2 separate regions of the Sus scrofa genome follow, and region 2 is linked to region 1. The links are chromatin contacts, called in public HiChIP or PLAC-seq maps. All regions are on one chromosome and are shown on one strand. Each heading gives the region's core, a stretch centred on a gene start, on an enhancer-like site or on the middle of the called end of the contact. The rest is flanking DNA. Distances are from core to core; before and after follow the strand shown. Region 1 holds the start of IL15RA (interleukin-15 receptor subunit alpha). Region 2 holds the start of FAM208B (protein FAM208B).

What was found. HiChIP or PLAC-seq counts read pairs in DNA pulled down with a chosen protein or histone mark.
Region 2: an H3K27ac HiChIP or PLAC-seq map of alveolar macrophages shows a contact between it and region 1. The contact joins the promoter of FAM208B here to the promoter of IL15RA in region 1. A contact is called at or near these places in 1 of 5 promoter capture datasets (fetal liver) and 1 of 2 datasets of contacts at active chromatin or transcription factors (alveolar macrophages).

Annotation. Positions count from the first base shown.
Region 1 is chr10:65,020,405-65,023,761 of Sscrofa11.1, forward strand. IL15RA (interleukin-15 receptor subunit alpha) reads left to right here and starts at 1,823. Exons shown (of 6, transcript XM_021065036.1): 1 at 1,823-2,404. The coding sequence starts at 2,164.
Region 2 is chr10:65,267,150-65,270,811 of Sscrofa11.1, forward strand. It overlaps FAM208B (protein FAM208B), which reads right to left and starts at 1,324. Exons shown (of 22, transcript XM_021065043.1): 1 at 1-1,324. The coding sequence starts at 615.

The DNA.
Region 1 (3,357 bases), core at 573-3,072:
ATAATTAAAGGTGAATTTGCTGTTATATGAATTATATCTTACTTTAAAAAGTTAAGATCCCATAGCAAGGAGGAGGAAGAGGGGGTGGAGAATAATCCATTAGCTTCGATCCTCAGCCTCCCCTTCTCGGTGGCCCAATGTGACATGTTACCCTCCCTGAGGGCCCCTAGGGTCCCCTGTCCATCCCCACCAGAGCACAGCCTAAGGCTGAAGACCCCACATGGGCCCTCTGATTTGGAGCCTTCGAGAGAACCCCACCCGAGTCACCCCTGAGGCATGGACACCGTACCCTGGGAATCCAGCTGTTCGGCAGCCAGGCCATTCGGCCTGAGAAAACAGGTCTTGGAAATTTCTTGTTCTCAGAAATAAAGAGGCCATATTGTCACAGGTGGAAGTGTGTCACCCTAAAAATGTATATGGAAGCCTAATCCTGCGCAACTCAGAAAGTGACCTTAGGTTCATCAAGGGAAAACGAGGTCTGAACCGGGTATGACTGGTGTCCACATAAAAAGGAGACGTTTGCACACAGACAGGCACAGAGGGCAGCCCAGGGAGAAGCCGGCCACGTGACTGCAGTGATGCACCTGCAAGCCCAGAGACACTAGGAATTGCTGGCAAACACCGGAAGATGGAAGAGGCAAGGATCTTCCCCAACGGCCTTGGGAGAGAGCAGTGTGACACCCCGATCCCGGACTCCTGGCCTCCAGAACAGTGAGAGAATCAACTCCTCTGCCGAAAGCCGCCTAATTCTTGCTACTCTGTAATGGCAGCTCTAGGAAACTCACAGCCATTACGAAAGCACAGGGTTGTCTGAGACCCACGTGTTTTCAAAAAGAAACCATCAGCACTGCCCGGAAAAAGGAACAAACCATGGACACACAGCAAGCAACTGGACTGGATGGCAAGAGAGTGAGACAGTGTAAAAAGCTGTGACCTCCAGAGGTCACACACTGCACCTTCCCATCTAAATAACACCCAGATGGCAGGTGCACAGAGATGGAGAAAGAGGCGTGGTGGCCAGGGCTTAGGGAGACGGCAAGAGCTGATGGTGGGTGTGGCTCTAAAAGACTAGTAGCTGGAGGGATCCTGGGGACAGAACTGTCCCCCATCTTGACAGTGGGGGTCACAGACGTCTCCATGGTGACAGAAGTGCCCAGAACTAAGCAGACACAGTGCAATGAATGCGTGGAAAACGGACAGAATCTGAGTGACGCCTGTGGGTTGCATCAGTTGCATTTCCTGGTTGTGCTACTGTCGTTCCAGTTAGGCAGGATGTTACCACGGGGGACATGGTAACTTGTGGCCCAGAGACGCCCTGTCTTGCCTAATTTCACCCCTAGAGCTGGGGATTTCTAATCGTGCCCCTGGAGTTTTCTCACTACACACCCGGTTCTCAACCACGTCAGCCTTAATTGGAGACCCCCAAGAAAGAAAAAGAGCCACCTGCCAACCAGTAGGATGTCAGGCAGACCAGGCAGACTCCTCTAAGGCAAGACACTAAGGCACGGATGAAATTTGTCGGGTCCTCCCTACCGCTCCCCCTTCAAATATTTTAAATTTTCTTGGAGAAGAAAGATGCAGTAGGAGTGAGGAAAGTGGCGGTGCCGGGAGCCGGTGAAGGTTGGGGCAGGCGGCCAGGTCTGCGCTCTGGGCAGGTGACCAGACCAGCCGCGCCGCGGCGACACCCCCGCTGTCACTCACAGTCACCAGCCCGGAAAGGCAGAGCTCAGGCCCCCTCGCCCGCCAGCCCTTAGTCCAGGACAGTCGAAATCGGAGCCACAGGAGGGGACGAGTCGTGGGGGGGGGCGCGGGGGGTGACCGCGTGGAGCCGAAGGCAGCGAAGCTCACCAGCCCTTTACGGAACGAGTTTGCTCCCCCGGAGCTTCGCCCACTCTCTCTGCGCGGGGACACGGGACGAAAAGGGCTGCTGGGGTCACCAGCGGCGAGGAGGGCAAAGCTCGGGGAGGACCCGGGCCTCCGCAGGGCACAGGCCGGGTCCACGCCCCGCGCGCCGGCGACGCAGCGGGACCCAGGCGGCGGCGCGGGGGTCAAGGCGCCGCCGGGGCTTTTTCCAGGGGAGGGGGTGGGGATGCTGAGTCACGGATCTGTCACTGCTTCTCACCTCTCTCCAGCTCTCGGGGGCTAAAGCAAAAGCGAAAGCAAATGCGGCTCGCGGGGCGGCGGGTCCCAGAGTTGCGCCCGCCGCCTCCTCCGGGGAGTCGGCATCTGCGCGCGCTGGCGGCGGGACGTCCCGGCCCGGGCGAGCCCGGGAGGCGGCCGGCGGGGGCGCAGCCAAGGTCGGGCCATGGCCGGGCCGCTCCGGGGCTGCGGGGCCGGCGCGCTCCCCGTGCCGCTGCCGCTGCTACTGCTGCTGCTGCTGCTGCCCGGTCGCCGGCGACACCAGGTGGGGAGTGCGCGGCTGGCGGGGGGCGGGCAGGGGGCGGCCCCGAGGACACGGGGCTGCGCCCGCGCGCCGGGGACACGTGGAGGGACGCGGGGACCGTCGGCCCGGGGTCCCGCGCCCCGACTCGTCTGGTCAAGCAGAGCAAGGAGCGAGTGGCCAGGATTTCTTTCATTCTACGTTTTCCCCAGTTTCGGAGGCAAAGGGAAGAAACCAGGATTGCAATACGGGCTGGGAGTTGGGAGTTTTACAGCAATTCCGAGAAACGCTTGAGCCCCGAGACGAAAGCCGTGCGCGCGTTAAACTGTTTCCACTGGGTCCGAGGAAAATGGTCAGTCTCTACCCTCAGACCCAAGCGAGTTTTACGGGTGGGTGGTGGGACGGGGTGCTCACCGCCTGCTCCCCGGCGAGAGCAGACGGGTCGGGCAGGTTGCATACCTGGAGGACCTGACCACAACCCCCACGTCTTCAGCCTTCGGAAACCGTGACGGCGCGCGGGGCGTGGGGACGGAGAACGAGGCTGGCGACGGCTGGGTGTGTTTGGGAAGAACATTAGGTCGCACGGATATCATTTCAACCGCAAGACTTGAATGTCTGCCCCTACGTCGTAGGTTTTCCTCCCGGAGCCAGACAAGAGGGAGGAGAGAGAAGAGGTGGGTATGGCTTTATCCGCATTGGCGCGCCTTCATCTTTTTGCCGTCGGGGAGTTTTCAGAGGGTCTGAAGAAAGCTACGAACCCTCTCCACAGAAAAAATCATGAATGCACGTACTTGGAAAAGTTGCATATAATTTTGGGGTTAGGAATCCCAGAGACCATCTGGGATTACGTATCTGAGGGATATGTAATCCCATGATCTCTGTGTGTGTGTGTGTGTGTGTGTGTTTAAGGCAAGACTCCTAACAACGTACACCCATCCGGCCAGTCTGCTCATTACTCCATCAGAGCCATCCATCCA
Region 2 (3,662 bases), core at 74-2,573, 250 kb after region 1:
CTCCCACGGGGCGCCTCGCCCGCGTTCGCACGGACTCGTCAGCCGCGCGCGGGACCCTCCACGTCGCAGCCCGTCCTTCCTCTCCGCCCTTGTGCGGGGAGCGCCGCCAGGGTGACGCGGGGCTGCCCCGAAGCGCCGGCGGGAGGGACACGGGCCTGATGTCCAGGCTCGAAGGCCGCAGGCCCCGCTGCGCTTGTCAGCCCAGCGTCGCCCCTGCCCCAGACGCTCATAGGAAGGCGCGGACGCCGAGACGCCCCGCGGCCTGAGGGAACAGGTCGACTTTATCGGTGACGGGCGCTGGAACCCGGAAGCAAAACCCCAAGCCCACAGGAAGGGGAGATGGGTGGGGGGAAAGAAAGTGAAAACTGAACTGTGGCGTCCCCCGAAGACGCAGGAGCCAATCGCTGAGGAGAAGGAGACGCGCAGGCGCGGACTGGGCCGGCGTCCACGCGGCGCTCGCCTCTCCCCGCTGCGCATGCGCGATGCCACAGCGCTCCCTGGGATTGGACGGCGGACTCTGGCGGGCGCGGCAGCTGGGCGGGGCGGGGAGTCTCTGGTGCCGACGCGTCGCCGGATGCGGAAGGCGCGCAAGGGGAGACGCGGCGGCGCCGCCATAATGGGCCTGCACCTGCTTTGGGGCTCGTTGGCTGCACGTGTCTTTACTTCATTGATTCTCCTGGGATAGGTAATGCAGCAACGCTTTAGTCTTGCCCAAAGACGATGTTTACAAAGTCACGCCCTTATTGCAGTGTCAAAAGCGTTGATCCGCGTACGTCGTTTACGTGATGGTTCCCTAGGAAAACACGTCTAGAGGTGTGACCTCCAGGGCAGAGTTAAGGGACCACGAACCGTGGTGACTCTAGCAATGAGAGCTCTTAGGAGCCACGGACTTAACTGCGAGCCAGGCACTGGGCCGCATAATGAGCAGAATGGTTTATTCCTTCAGTAGCACCTTTAACTCTTCACTGGGGCCGGATGCTGAATTCGGCAGGAAGGCAAGTCAGGAGTAAGCCAGACAAGGACCCTGCACACGTGGGGATTATTCCAGAGGTGGATGATAATCAGTAACAAGTAAACCACCCCCACCAACTTAACGACAGCGGAATTTAACTTAATAATGCTGTGAAAACAAGCCAGAAATGCTGGAGGCTGGAGGCCAGGGCAAAGGAGGTGCAGCTACAAGGTCTCCCTGAACAAGGGACGTTTGAGGTCAAGTCTCCACGATAAAAACGGACCAAACCAGTTCTCAAAGTTGTGGTGGAAGAGCTTTCCAAGCAGAAGACAAAGCAAGTGGAAAGCCCCTAGAAGTAAAGTTGTGTTCACAAACTGGAAGGTTGGCTGTTAAAGCAGAGACTGAGGTATCGTAAATATTTTGCAAAGTACACAAAACCAGTAAGCACAACTCCCTGGTTTATCACAAAGCAAATATTCATGAAATCACTGCCATGGCAAGAAAGAGAACACTACCAAAACCCCAGAAGCTGCTTCTTGTGCCGCCTCTGGGTAGATACCCACTGCCCTTCCCTACCATCAACCTTAACCACTCACCAGGAGTTCCCTTGTGGTGCAGTGGGTTAAGGATCCCGCATTGCCGCTGCTGTGGCGCAGGTAGGATTCCTGGTTTGGGAACTTCCACATATCTTGGGTGTGGCCGAAAGTTTAACCACTATTCTAACTTGCAGGATAATTTCTTCCTTTCCTAACAGGTTTGCTGCCTAAATACACATCCTCAAATTTGCCATTTCCTTTTGCTTGTGGCTTGAACTTTATATAAATGGAATAATTTTACGCCTGGTTTCTTTGGAGTAACATTGTGAGACTCATGTTTTTGTGTGCATTATTCTTTCATTTTCATTGCTATGTGTGTAGCTGTGGATGTAGCACATTTTCAAAAATCCATTTTACTCTTGATAGACATTTGCGTTGTTTCCAGTTCTTGCCTACTGGGAATAACACTGCTTGAATGTTCTTATTCATGTCTCCTGGTTTACGTGGGCGTCAGGTATGTTGGGTGTGTGACATACTAGACATGATAATTTGGATTTTTGCTTCAGCAAATATTTACTCCCTTTGGTCTTCCGCTGTTGGCCAAATTTACTTTTCTACCCCATGGATATTGTTCTTGGTCATATGAGTTCTTTTGGCTGATAGAATACTAGCAAACATGATATATGCAGAGTTTTAAGTGTGCTTGTGTAGTTTGATTTGGCTCTTGAGTGCAGAGATGCCCATGAGGAGAACATGGTCTCATGTAGCTGTTGCCCCATCAATCTGGTCCCTCAGAACAAACATATATGGAGTAGATGGGAATCCAACCTTCAGGCCAAACCCGTGGTAGATCAGCAGCAGCTTAGACATACTGAAGACTGGTGAGCATGAGAATTAATGCTGTTGTCCTAAGCCACTGAGTTTGGAGTGGTTTATGGTACAGCATTTCTGTGGCAATAAAGAAGGCATATATTCAATTTTAATAGATAAAGTCAAACTTTTTGCAAATAGCTTTTACAAAGTTACATTTCCACAAGAAGTGTGTGAGAATTATAGCTTTACATCTTGGCCAACATTTTGTAACTTTAGCTACTCTGAAGGGTGTGTTATGGTTTGAATTTGCTTTGCCTCCAACTTTGTTCTTTTTCCAATATTTGAATAGTTTTGGCTATTCTAAGTTATTTGTATTTCTGCATAAATAATAGAATCAGATTCTTTTCTATCTAAAGAACAACCCCCCCACGCTGCTAGAATTTTGCTTGAGATTGTGTTTAATTACATGGATCAGTTTGGAGAGTATTAATATCTTAATATTCCAGTTTTGAATTCATGAACGTGAGCTCTCTATTTAGTTCTTTCAGATTTTCTCTAAGCAACATCTATATTTTTCAGTGTATAAATCTTATGCAGATTTTTTAAGTTTTTTTTTTTTTTTTGGCCATACTGAGGCATATGGAAGTTCCCAGGCCAGGGATTGAATCCAAGCCACATCTGTGACCTATGCCACAGGTGAGGCAATGCCAGATCTAAAAAACAGAAGCGGGGGGGTGGGGGAACACTTCGCTATTCATTTTATGAGGCCAATGTTATACTGTTACAAAAAAAGAGAGAAAACTATCACAAGAAAGGGAAACTGTAGACCAATATCTCTTAAGAACATGTATGCAAAAATTCTCAACAAAATACTACCAAACTAGATGCAGCAATACATAAAAAGAATTAGTTCCCTGGTGGCCTGGCAGTTAAGGATCTGGTGTTGTCACTGCTGTGGCTCAGGTCAAGTTCCCTGGCCAAGGAACTTCTGAATGCCATAGTGATGGCATAGCCAAAAAAAAAAAAAAAAAATTATACAGCATGGATGAGTGAGATTTATCCCAGAAATACAAGGTTGAAGTAATATTTAAAAATCAATTAGTATAATAAATCATATCAGTAGAACAAAAACCAAAAGTCACATCATTCTTTCAATAGATACATAAAAAGCATTTCACAAAATCCAATACCCTGATTGGAAAAAAAAAAAAAACCACTCAACAAACTAGCAACAGAGGGGATCTTCCTCAACTTGATAGGGGTTTTTAATAAAAGATTCTAACTTTATTTATTTATTTATTTATTTATTTATTTATTTATTTTTTAGGGCTGCTCCCCTGGCATATGGAGGTTCCCAGGCT